Linked DNA regions of Rattus norvegicus: region 1 is linked to region 2. The links are chromatin contacts, called in public Hi-C maps. All regions are on one chromosome and are shown on one strand. Each heading gives the region's core, a stretch centred on a gene start, on an enhancer-like site or on the middle of the called end of the contact. The rest is flanking DNA. Distances are from core to core; before and after follow the strand shown.

What was found. A called contact is a pair of places that touch in the nucleus more often than the background predicts.
Region 1: a contact with region 2 is called in a Hi-C map of hepatocytes, with 3 times the contacts expected there. The contact joins the promoter of Rpl3 here to the promoter of Cbx7 in region 2. A contact is called at or near these places in 2 of 12 Hi-C or Micro-C datasets (hepatocytes and mammary epithelial cells).

Annotation. Positions count from the first base shown.
Region 1 is chr7:113,505,053-113,511,138 of GRCr8, reverse strand. It overlaps Rpl3 (ribosomal protein L3), which reads left to right and starts at 3,149. Exons shown (of 10, transcript NM_198753.3): 1 at 3,149-3,178; 2 at 3,925-4,117; 3 at 4,791-4,959; 4 at 5,702-5,837. The coding sequence starts at 3,176. Snord43l1 (small nucleolar RNA, C/D box 43 like 1) reads left to right here and starts at 3,590; the gene lies at 3,590-3,653. LOC120094021 (small nucleolar RNA U82P) reads left to right here and starts at 5,647; the gene lies at 5,647-5,701.
Region 2 is chr7:113,354,038-113,360,820 of GRCr8, reverse strand. Cbx7 (chromobox 7) reads left to right here and starts at 2,475. Exons shown (of 6, transcript NM_199117.2): 1 at 2,475-2,751; 2 at 4,495-4,538. The coding sequence starts at 2,683.

The DNA of each region.
Region 1 (6,086 bases), core at 1,900-4,399, 150 kb before region 2:
TGCAGGCTAGGCAAATATTATATCAACTGGGTCAAATTTCTATCCCCAAAGTCCTAATTTTCTAAAGGTGTTAATTTTAAATTTTATTTATTTGAGTCTTACTATATAGCTTTGGCTGGCTTGCAGCTACCTACACAGACCACGTTGGCCTTGAACTCTCAGAGATCTGCTTGCTCTGCCTTCCAAGTGCTGAAATTAAAGGCATGTGGTCCCTATACACAGCTTGAAGACTTGATTTTTCTAAACATATTTTAGAATTAGTTTAAGAGCCTTCCCCTAGTCTCATGTAGTCAAGGATATCTTTGACCTACTGATCCTCCAGCCTCTCCTACCAAAATTGCACTAACTTGCCTGTCCTTAGTCTTCATTGTTAAAGGAGACAGCCTTGAAGACAGAACAGAATCAATGAACTTGAGGCCTTCCACGTGGCCAGGAAGAATTTGTGGACAGAGAACAGGATTAAATATCAAAACCTGATCCCCCCAAAAGTGGTGTTACTTTGTTTTTCTAAAACATAAAACATTATGATTGGTTTGCATTATGGGGTCATTGATTCCTTTAACTGAATGGAGCTTGGCTACTGTAATCAATCAAAATTCAGGTTTACTTCAAATATACTAATCTTTAATACGTTTCACACAAATGACTCATTGGTTGGGTCCAGTTAAAGAGCCTACTCAAAAATCAACAGCTTCTTACATGTGGCAGCTTAACAACTATCTGTAACTCCAAGCTCTGACAGCCTCACACAGACATATGTGCAGGCAAAAACCAATGCATATAAAATAAAAATAGATAAATTTAAAAGAAAGAAGGAAGGAAAGGCTGGAGAGATGGCTCGGTGGTTAAGAGCACTGACTGCTCTTCTAGAGGTCCTGAGTTCAATTTTCAGCAACCACATGGTGGCTCCCAACCATCTGTAATGGGATTCGTTGCCCTCTTCTTGTTTGTCTGAAGACAGCGACAGCGTTCGCACATAAATAAAAAACAAATCTTTTTTTTTTTTTGGTTCTTTTTTTTTTTTTTCGGAGCTGGGGACCGAACCCAGGGCCTTGCGCTTCCTAGGTAAGCACTCTACCACTGAGCTAAATCCCCAGCCCCATAAAAAACAAATCTTAAAAAAAGAAAAAAGGGCTGGAGAGATGGCTCAGCGGTTAAGAGCATCAACTGCTCTTCCAGAGGTCCTGAGTTCAATTCCCAGCAACCACATGGTGGTTCACAACCATCTGTAATGGGATCTGATGCCCTCTTCTGGTGTGTCTGAAGACAGCTATAGTGTACTCATATGCATAAAATAAATAGGTCTTTTTAAAAAAAAGAAAAAAGAAAAAAATCTTCTTTGGACTGGAGGAATGGCTCAGTAGTTAAGGGCTCTTGCAGAGGACCAAGGTTTAGTTCCAAGCACAACAACCATTTGTGACTCTGATTCCAGAGGATCCCACACCCTCTTCTAATCTCCCCAGTACTCTGACCCCTTCAGTACTGCACTTAAGTGGTGTACATGCATAAATGAGGAAAACATTCATACATATAAAACTAAAAAAGAACTTACTAAGAATAGTATCCTTAAGTAGTGCTCCTCCACTATCAGAATTTTTTAAATTTCTTTTTTTTTTTTTTTTTTTTTTTTGGTTCTTTTTTCGGAGCTGGGGACGGAACCCAGGGCCTTGTGCTTCCTAGGCAAGCGCTCTACCACTGAGCTAAATCCCCAACCCCTTAAATTTCTTTTTTAATAAAACTATGTTGTACTAAAAATAAATTCACTAAAATTCTTGATCTGGAGAAATGGTTCAGTGGTTAAGAAAACTTGTTGCCCTCTTTTGCTGCTGTTTGGATGCTCCTATGTAGTAGGAGTGTGCGAATGACTTGGGGCCCCTATTTGCGAGCGATCAAGATGCGGGAGACAAAGGGCGGTTATGGTGCTGGCCGCAGGCCGTCAACTCTGCAGAAGTGTGGTAAAGGCTAGCTCACCGGCCACCATGTGAAATCGATACGATGTGAGGCCGCGCCACGCCTTGGCCACCGCAGGGTCAGATGGGAACGACTGAACTCGTGACTGTTGAAGAGTAGAAGACATATTAAGGTACGGTAGTAATGGCTGAGAACTTCCAGTCACCTTAGATCTTCATATCTAAATTTTGAAAATGAACTTTATGTCAAATAAAAGGTTGCTTGGTGTGTAATAAAAAAAAAAAAAAAAAAAAAAAGAAAACTTGTTGCCGGGTGCTGAAGAGATGGCTCAGCGGTGAAGAGTACTGACTGCTCTTCCAGAGGTCTTGAGTTCAAATCCCAGCAACCACGTGGTGGCTCCCAACCATCTGTAATGGGATCCAATGCCCTCTTCTGGTACTTCTGAAGACAGCTACAGTGTACTCATACACATTAAATGAATAAATAAATCTTAAAAAAAAAAAAGAAAGAAAAGAAAACTTGTTGTCATCCCACGGGACCGGGTTTAGTTCACAGCATTAACAACAGTCTATAACTTCAGTTCCAGGGGGATCTGACAGTTTTTTGATTTCCGAAAACGCCAGGGACGCACATGGCTCACTTACGTACACACAGGGAAAAAAAAACTTCGCACGTTTGTAAATCTGAAAATTATGAACGGGAACGGCATCTGGGGACTGAAATGGCAGAGACAGGACTCGAGGGAGATGTACCCAAAATCATGGCGTATTAAAGGCAAGTCATTGTCAAATCAAAATCACTGGTTAGAAAAAAAAAAGCAGTTTCATTCAGCCTTTCTATCTTAAGAGCTCTCAAGAGCAATACAGTCAGTTGTATCACACTAGGCCTGCTTCAAAACGCCGTTGTTTCGTTGCTGTGTGGGACCGAAGGGACTAGCACTGTGTGATTCCGTTCTAGAGGTGACGGGAAACACAATGCCTTCATTTTTCTTCCTCATCAAATTTGGCTGCTGCAGACCGCCGTAGATTCATTACATTCAAAAGCGTTTCGCTAAGTTTGAACCCAACCACCCTCCGTACAAACGCTATTTGTCAATCCCGAGGGGGCGGGGAAACGTGTGTAAAATGATGTTCCATTCGTGCCCTTCGACCCGACGTCCACTGCGGCAGCACGTTCGCACGCTGAGAAGGCGGAGCCATCGAGTGGCTTTATATAGCCTGCACCAGCGCCTGCTCGATCTCTATCGGCGGCGTGTGGCGGCGAGATGGTATGTACGACTGTGATGCTTTCCTCTATAGTCTTCCGCTGGCCTGACTGTATCGGCCTACCATCGGCGCCATCCCGGCCTCACCAATACTGAGAGGTTATTCTAGGGAGTCAGTGGACGGGCCGCGACCATCCCTATATCCAGGGTCCTAAATGGGTTTATAGAAAACGTGTGGGACCGACTTGGGCCTCTGGGACAGCCATTTGATTGAGCGCAATCCTAAGGGACTCTAGTAGAACTGGCTATTTTGTGGCCTATTCGAGGTTTGGGCCCATGGTTAGCCTGGTAGGGATGGCCGTGGGCTTTTCAGGAATGCATTGACTAAACCTGAGACGTTTTGCAACTTTGGTCGAATCCACCTTGGAATGTGGTTCCAAGAAAGGAAGGAGGATCTCTGGAGTTCCCAGAAGCCACAAATGATGAATCCTTTGACGGGCGGGCAGAATCTCTGTGCTGATTGTCATGTTCTGATCTGGCTTTGGGAGTTCTAGAGGCCTACTTGTAATAGGCTGTGCCTTTGTCGGCCATGTTGCCATTTAGTGGTGACTCCTGAAAATTCACCCAAAGGTAACTTGTTTAGGAGATTTTAGTATCGTCACTTAGTTGTTCGTTGAAACTCTAGAACTAAAGCATTTAGTATTGTTGCAGTCTATCTTAGGACAAAAGTGGAGTCCTCTTTTGCTTAATGGTAAGAGATGGGAAAGTCTTCTCACAGCATTGTTAGTGATTCTCCCGTTTTACCTCAGTCTCACAGGAAATTCTCAGCTCCTAGGCATGGGTCCTTGGGCTTCTTGCCTCGGAAGCGCAGCAGCCGGCATCGTGGAAAAGTGAAGAGCTTCCCTAAGGATGACCCTTCCAAGCCTGTTCACCTCACAGCCTTCCTAGGGTACAAGGCTGGCATGACCCACATTGTCCGGGAAGTTGACCGGCCAGGATCTAGTATGTACAAAACTTGTCCAACTTGGGGTTGTGTGTAATTATGCCTGTAGTTACAGTAAATTTGCAAAGAACAGTAGGTGACCTCCATCCGATGGTGCTTTGTGCTAATCTGGAACAAAGGCTCATTTACCTAGGAATCAAACCCAGGTCCTATGAAAGGATAGACAATATTAGACTCAAGAGATCCCTTGAGGGGCTGGGGATTTAGCTCAGTGGTAGAGCGCTTACCTAGGAAGCGCAAGGCCCTGGGTTCGGTCCCCAGCTCCGAAAAAAAGAACCAAAAAAAAGAGATCCCTTGAGCTTTGATTTTTGCCTACTTGCAACTTTTTCTAGATAGTTAGCAACTGTATGTTTGACAAGTTATGAAGAGACCTGAACTAAGGCCTGTGACGAAGCTGCGCTTTGAGACAGTCTGAAATGAAAACACATGGCCTTTTGCTGCTATTACAGCGCTGGTAGTCAGCACCTGGCGTACTGCCTGCTTTAGATTAGCTGCATTCCTGATGTGTCTTGGGCTCAACTGTTAGAAGCTTCCACTTGGTGGAGAGTCCGGATGAGAAGAGCAGTCGTGGAAGGTCCAGTATTAATGGTGCAGAGGCAGAAGGCCCTTCAAAGTAGACACAAAGTCCTCGGGTATTTGTGGCCTCACTGATGCCTATGTCTGTCTTTACAGAGGTGAATAAGAAAGAAGTTGTGGAGGCTGTGACCATTGTGGAAACCCCACCCATGGTGGTTGTGGGTATTGTGGGATATGTAGAAACCCCACGAGGCCTCCGGACCTTCAAGACTGTATTTGCTGAGCACATCAGCGATGAGTGTAAAAGGCGTTTCTATAAGAATTGGTAAGAAACTTGACTCAGCCCAAGGGCTGCCCCAGAATTAAGGGACACTGAGATGGGTCTTAAAGATTTTTATTTATTATATACAAGTACACTGTAGCTGTCTTCAGATACACCAGAAGAGGGCATCAGATCTCTTTACAGATGGTTGTGAGCCACCATGTGGTTGCTGGGAATTGAACTCAGGACCTCTGGAAGAGCAGTCGATGCTCTTAACCACTGAGCCATCTCTCCAGCCCCAGGGTTTTTTTAAGACCTTGGCTTTTTTTGAGCCAGAACCTGAGTGTTACCCTTGGGTGTTGGTTAGCTGAAGTGTTAGTGTAGCTTTGGATCTGAAAAATGGCAGGGCAGCTGGGAAACAGACACATCATTTTGCATTTAGACCTTAGTATTAGATGCTGGCCTTTAAACCTTGTCTGTACTAAGTCCCCTGCCTCTGACCTGGGTCCCTGTTTCCCAGTACTGTGAGATGTTGCCCCTCTCACAAAGAAGTTCAGTACCCTGGAGCAAAAATTGTGTGTTGTGTATATTTGTGGCTTACATTAACCTGTGAACCTCTGCTCAGCTCCGCTCGGCTCTGCCCGATGAGCTTCATCCAGGCTCCGCTTGCCGGTGGAAAAGGCTCCTTAGAAGCCGGCAAAGAGCCCCATCCCCAAATGGTGCCAGTCTGCCTTCCTCTCGCCCACCGAAAGGGTGATGAAGGCCTGCACCAGGCCCCTTCCCCAACTGTGCTCTGCTCCTGAAGGCACAAATCTAAGAAGAAGGCTTTTACCAAGTACTGTAAGAAATGGCAAGATGACACAGGCAAGAAGCAGCTGGAGAAGGACTTCAACAGCATGAAGAAGTACTGCCAGGTCATCCGCATAATTGCTCACACTCAGGTAAGCATTTTGTGGTCTGAGGATTAGATACTACTGTTAATCTAGACCAGCAGAGGGCGCTGTGGCACCATAATAGGCTTGATTCCAGGTAGTTTAATGCATGTCTGACCAGAAATGATGGTGTGAGCTTGGGCCATGTATTTTCTAAACACTGCTGGTTAGGAACTGTTTAGTAGCTCATCCTGACAGTCTGCCAACCACTGGCAAAAGGCTTTTGGCTTTGAGCTTCCAGGTGAAAGCTTTCTACTG
Region 2 (6,783 bases), core at 1,226-3,725:
CCAGTTTCTTTTTTCTTTTTCTTTTTTTCTTTTTTTTTTTTTTTGGTGTCTTCCTTTCCCCCACCCCTTCAGCTGTGGTGTTTTGCATGCCAATTAGAAACCATTCTCCTGGTAAAGTGGGCCCTTTAGTAGAAGGGGCTTCCTTTGTCTTTGCGATGCTTTTCACCCTCATATTTAAATAGCTCTGCTAGCTTCTTCCCCTCTTGTTTGCCCTCCATGCGTTTACAGTCCCTCCTTTTCAAACATCTCTGCAAACTGCATCCGTTGGGGAATGTCATGCAGTCTGATTTTTTTTTTTTAAACTGGCCCTAGTATTAGTTCCCTACGTTTACTGAATCACAGGACATTTGAACTTAAATCGTCTGTGCTCATTTTTCTCTTTTCTTGCTTGGTTGCTTTTCTCGGTGTTTTTCCTCCACGCTGGTGCACCGCACCGACCTCTGAGTTTGCCTTCTTTTGGTGTTTACTCGAACCTTGGCAACTTGTATTCTTAACTTATCTGATTTATTTTTCTTGCTTTTTTTTTTTTTTTTTTTTTTTTTTTGCTCCGGGGTGTGTAAGGATATTAGCGCTCTTGAACTCCGCTCGCCCCAGTTACCGTGCCTCTTGTTAATTTCCCGTCTGTTTTTCTCTGGGAAACGCGGTTTCTGCTATTTTCGCCCTCAGTGTTTTCATTGTCTCTTCCTCATTGCATCAGACCTCAGACCTCTCTGTCGGCCGCCTGCCCCCTCCCCGCGCCCCCCTTACCCTGTTCTTGGGTTGGAATTCCCCTCAGGGATAGGGAAATTTCTAGTGTCTGTATTCGCAAATGTCTTCATTGTACCTTTGTTCTTAGTAGATATTTCCACGGAATGTACAGTTCTCGGATGATGGTAATTCTCTCTCGGGACAGGACACAGCCCCTGCCTTCTTCCTTTGCTTGATGTCCATGCGCTATTCTCTCTTCTTTTCTCTTCGCCAGCCATAGGTGTTTTAAGAGTTTATTCTAGGAGTAGGGAACCCCGGAATGTTTCTGTGCACTGGGTGACTCGGTCCGCTCTGGTAGTAGAAAGCGCACTGGGTCACAGGGCCTGGTTGGGGAGAGGGTTGTTGCTAAGAATCCAGGCAGTGGGGGTGGTGATGTTGAAGGGGAAGACCTGAGTCACCTCCAGGAGGTCAGAACCATCCAGGAGGTCAGAGCCGCAGGAATGAGGAGGAAATGGGAGGGAGGCGGGGAAGGGCGAGTCGGACCTGCCCTCCAGGGTGCCGAAAACTGAAAAGGCTTAGTGCTGGGTCCGGAGGGAGGAATTCTTCGTTCCTTCCACACTTAGTTCCGGCAAAGGTGCAGCAAACCAAAGGGCGCGGCGGAAAACCATCGAAGTCCAGGCTGTGGCGGGATCTGCTGCGGGCCAAGCCGGTCTCCACCTGCGCCTAGCCTGGGGCCTCTGGGTAGCGCGCTCGATTGTGTGACCCGTGCGTTTTGGCATCGCCCGCTAAGACTGGCTCCGGTTGATGGGTGGAAGCATGGAACGGTGGACGCAGAGGCACCTGTTCGGGCCTGCCTAGACTACGCACTCCTGGTGGAAAACCTGTGGCGTCTGTCCCTCCTGCCGCGCTACGGTCTCGGCCCTGCCTGGTCTCCTTTGTATGGAAGGAAACAAATGACCTTTTTTACTCTGTGACTATTTCCTATCTGCGCAATACGGCCCTACAACGGGTTGTTTTTTTTTTTTTTTCAATTTTCATTTTGTTTCATTTTTAAGAAGATTTATTATTTAAGACAGGATCTCTACATAGTTCTTCTGGCTGCCCTGGAATTCACTGTGTAGACCAAGGTGACCTCGAACTCATAGTGATACGCCTGGCTTTGCCTCCCGAGTGCTGAAATTAAAGGCGTGAGGTACTATCTCCAACTTTAAGGTTTTGTTTTATTCTTGAATGTTTTACGTGGATGAATGGTTGCTCGCCTGCATGTATGTATGTGCATATTGTGCATACCGAGTGTATCAGAGGATAGTATGGAATTCCATGGAACCAGGTTGTGAACTATATATAATGTGTGAGTTGGGAACCAACCCAGGTCCTCTAACAGAACAGAAGTTCTCTTAAACGCAGCGCCATCTCTTCAATCCTTATTCCAATGTATTTATTTGAGACAGGGTCTTACATAGCTAAGGCTGGCCTTGATCCTCCTGCCTCAGCTGCCCAAACGCTGAGATTACAGGCCTGCTACTTTCGACTTCAGGACCACATCAGTTCCGACCGTCCTAGTCATTAGGGAGACTTGGGGAGACTGATCGCGTCCAGTCCAGAAGACAACTCCATTTAGACCCTAAGACCCAAATAAGCTAGAAGCATCAGACCTGCTGCCAGCTGCCCAATTTGGCCAGCAGGCGGGGTTAAGGAGAGGGGCGTGGCTCCGGCAGCGAGGGGGCGGAGCTGACCCTCTGGGCGCTCTCAGAAGCACGCGCGCGCGCGCGCGCACCCGCTCTCTGGCGCTGGGGAAAACGTTGCGCAGGTTCAAAAATGGAACGTCGGCGGCGTGAGGGAGCACTAGAAGGTGTGCGCGCGTGCGCGTGCGCGCCCGGACGAGCCTGACGGGGTCCCCGCCGTCCCGAGCATCGCGCGCAGCAGCCGCGGCCCCGCAGCTCCACCCCCGGCCCGGCCCGGTCCGGTCCGGGGCCCACTCGCCCGCCGCCCCGCATGGAGCTGTCAGCCATAGGCGAGCAGGTGTTTGCGGTGGAGAGCATCCGGAAGAAGCGCGTGCGGAAGGTGAGGCTGCTCGGGGGCGGCTCCCGGGACGGGGCGAGGTCGCCTCCCGCTCCCCAGCACCGCCCACTCCAGGTTGGGCAGAGCAGAAAGTGGTGCGGGGTTCACCTAGGAACCCTGGGCTGCCTGGCCGGTCTCCACATCCTGTTCCCCACTTTCCCCGCCACTGTGTAGGGCCAGTAGAGTTAAAGTTGTTGCCCTCAGATGCCGGTGCATCCGAGGCCACCTGGGATGGAGATGAGGATGGGACTAGAGATCCTGAACTCCATTCTGTCCCGTCCCCTTTACGCTCACTTCCGAGGAGACTAAAGCTCAAGTTGAAGAAGCAACTTGCCCGTGCGTTAGAGTCAAAGTGAGTCTCGAACTCGGCTCTCTGGATATTTAGTACCAAGTCCTTTGAAGTTGGCAGCAGACCTTTGGGAAAGTCTCCTGTGGCCTCTGAAGTTTTCGCGTTGGACTTTGACCTTCCCGATCCCAACCCCCCAGGGCACACCTTTCTTCTCTTCTCCCATTCCTCCCCTCCCCCAACCTTCCAGCCGGGTGCTGCTCCGAAGCCTGGGCCACTGTTGTTGGGGCATCCTCGAAGCTCCTCCCACCTCTGCCAAGGCCTTACACACACACACACACACACACACACACACCCTGAGATTTAAGGAGGCGGTTTTGCCGCGCTCAGGACCACATACCTCAGCCTGCAGTTTCCGGTCCAGACCTCAAGTCTACGATTTTTGTGCACGTGCTTGCTAAGGGGCTCATCCCAGAGTGAACGAAAAGAGTTATGTCCTGGATCTACAGAAGGATCCCCTTTCCTTTTCTCCCCGCATCTCTTTGGGAGGCTCCTTTTTCATTTGACGGAAGTGCAGGTAGGGGGGCACCTGCTGTAGCATCCTCAGCAGGGGTTTGGACCCAAGGTAGGTGGCTTATCTGTTGGTTAGGGCTGCTTTCTTTCCTTGCCTTTCCATGGTACTAGACAGAAGCCGGTATAGACATGTCTATTCCAGCAGGGCACGGGGTAGGTCAAACAGGGAACTCCTTCCTTCAGTCAGCACTCCCGAATCCCTGCCGGGGTTGCAGTGTATTCTAGATACTCTGAAGCCCAGGGCTCCCTTTTCGCTCTCAGAGCTGGAGGAATAGGGTGGAGCATGAACGAAGGATGAATGTGTAAAGTCGGACGCCTTAGGCAGACCAGGTGCTTCTCATAGAGAGCTGTCCACTGTGTGGTGCTAGGGAGGGAACCTTCAGCAAGGTAATCAGAGATGAGGTACTCAAAGTTCTCCTATGTTGATGTTTCATCCAGTGCACGGTGCTGGACTGGACATTTAAAGACCCTTTTCCTTTGAGACTCCAGTTCCTAACAAGTGGAGGGCCTGCCGCCTTTTGATGGGGTCCTGCTAGGCAACCTGTACCTGAGGCTTCGTTTTTGAAAGTGAGGAATCATGGTCTTGGCATGGGACTTAAGCCACGGTGTGAGCCGCATTCTGCATGCACGTTCCCACATGGCCTGTTTCCCTCTGTGACATGAACCCCTATCTTGGGATTCCAGGGATGTCTGGGACCAGATACACTCCCATGGGACAGCAAGGAGGTCTGTGGGGATGTCGAGTAGTAGCCCGAGTTCGGGGGGCGTTGACTCCAGGTTGACAGTCTTGAGGCTCACAGGTTGGTGATACTGTATTGTTGCAGAAGGTCCTGCAGGTGGTTGTAGAGTGTGTGGGTCTCACCCTGTCTCCTCTGTTCTTTTCACAGGGCAAAGTTGAATATCTGGTGAAGTGGAAAGGATGGCCCCCCAAGTAAGACTCCTTTGTGTGTCCCCCGTCTGTTGTCCTCTTTTTTTTTTTTTTTTTCCCGGAGCTGGGGACCGAACCCAGGGCCTTGCGCTTCCTAGGTAAGCGCTCTACCACTGAGCTAAATCCCCAGCCCCTGTTGTCCTCTTAACAAGCTGGCTTTAGGTCCTGTTGCTTTTGTAGCAAGCATTGCTAAATCATCAGCTTTTCTAGGCCTTAATTCCCCTCTGGTAAGGTGTGTCCTGCTTGTCCCTGCATCCTGCCCCCCTGCTGGCCATGAAGTTAAGGCCCCAGCATCTTGGCTTCCAAAATGGCTGCTGGCCAGGTGAAGAGGTCCCCATGTGGGACAGGTACAGTGCTAGGTGAGAGGGGAACCTTGGGCAGTGGCTCCCCAGTCCTTACTGCATTCAGTGTAGGGAGAGGCAGATCCTGGGTCATCTTGGATCTGCAAGCTACTCCCTTGCCTATAGAACAAGTTACCAGGCATTCTTTTTTAAGTAGCTGTGAGTCAGAGCTTTTCAGGTGAGGAAACAGAGTTGGAGACAATAGGCAACTTTCCTTGGGTTGCACAGCGAGGGGAGGCAGAGCGAAGCCTGGTCATTTCCAGGTTTCTTGGAATCCCTAGTGTTCTTTCCTAAGGCTGTGGGGTAGAGAGCTAGCTTTGACACCTAGCACAGCCTGTGGGCCTCTGGTGCTGAAGCCTAATCAAGAACCTTTTCACCAGTCCCTCGCAGCACAGACTTGGTGCTGGTGAGAACAAGCAAGATATAGGACCTCTCTGTTGGCTTGTGAATGACCTGCTCTGCCGCCGGGAAAACCTCTCTGCTTTCCCGATGGCTCTGACAACCTCTGGACTGGACTTTTCTTCTCCTATGGGAGAGTGGGGGGGGGGGGTGAGGGGTGGAGGTAGAGGGCTGACCTGTAATTGGGTCCTGAGATATCACAGAGGGATGATGGGAAGAGGGGAAGCCAGCCCTCAAGTGCAACTTTCCCCTCCATAAAGGGGGTTCGGCGGCCCAGGCTTTCACTTCTCTCCCAGGCTGCTTAGCCAAGAAAGGTGGGCCTCAGGCCTCTAGGTGCTGTACCCGATGACTGCTGTGCACATCACACATTGTCTACCTTTCCCTCTACCCCATCTTCCATTCCCAAATGCCCCTCCATTGGGCAGTAGTGGTCAGTGTCCTCAACAGGGCTCAGCTGTGCTACCCTAACTGACTGTATCAACAGCTTCCCTGAGGAGAAGGGGAGTTAGCACCTTGACAGCTCTCCTGGTTCTGCTCAGAGCCATTTGACTAGATCATCTGAGAATGATACCTTCTCCCTACTTTGCTGCAGAACTTAAGGCCTGGCTGCCCCATGCCTACCTGTGAGCCCTTGGGCAAGTTCTCCGCCTTTATTTGCTGATCTTTAAATACTGAACCCCCAAAGCCTCTCCTAGAACCAATTTCTCTGTGCGTTGGGCTGAGAGTACAGTGAGGGCCCATAAACCCTGTTGCCCTTAGAAAAACACTGTCTTTTCAGAGGGAGAAACTGAGGCTCAGAGAGAGAGATCATTACAGGAACATAACTGCCAACCCACCCCCCAGCACCCACAGCACAATGTCCAAGAGGCCTGTGAGGCAGGTCCAACAACCGCCAGGCAGCCCCACCTCACATAGAGAGGTTGAGCTTGGGGGATAAGGCCAGGGCCTCTGATAAGCTGGTTTTCAGAACTGACTTGGACCTGAGGCTGAGAGAGTGTGGGGAGTGGGTGTTGTCTAGCCTAGTCTTGGGCCAGGGTGAGAGTGTTGTAGCGACTCTCCTCATGGCTAGTTGAGGAAGTTCTAGTGACAGGAAGGTTCCCTTCCCTGGCCACTGCAAGAGCCATCTTGTTCCTGCCCATTTTCTCCTCCGCAAAAGGCAACAACAGCCTCCCCTTCCTAAGAGAATGTGGTAGAGGGGTACTCGTGGGACATTAGGCAGAGGGTGTTAACTACAGGGGCTCTGTTTGCCTCAGAGACCCTTGAATCTTCCATTTTTGCCTCTTCCTGCCCAGCACCCTGCTGCTCCCCCATCTCGTTCTTATCATGCATACACATAGCTCCAGCTTTTCAGAATGACTGCTCATTGGAGCTTGAGTAACTACATCAGTTACCAAGCTGCCAATGGGAGACCCCTGGCATGAGCCAGGGGGTCACCACTTTTCAGATGGGGTACAGAAACTCAAATGAGATTCTGACCTACCCCCTGGGATAAACGGCCAGCGCCACCA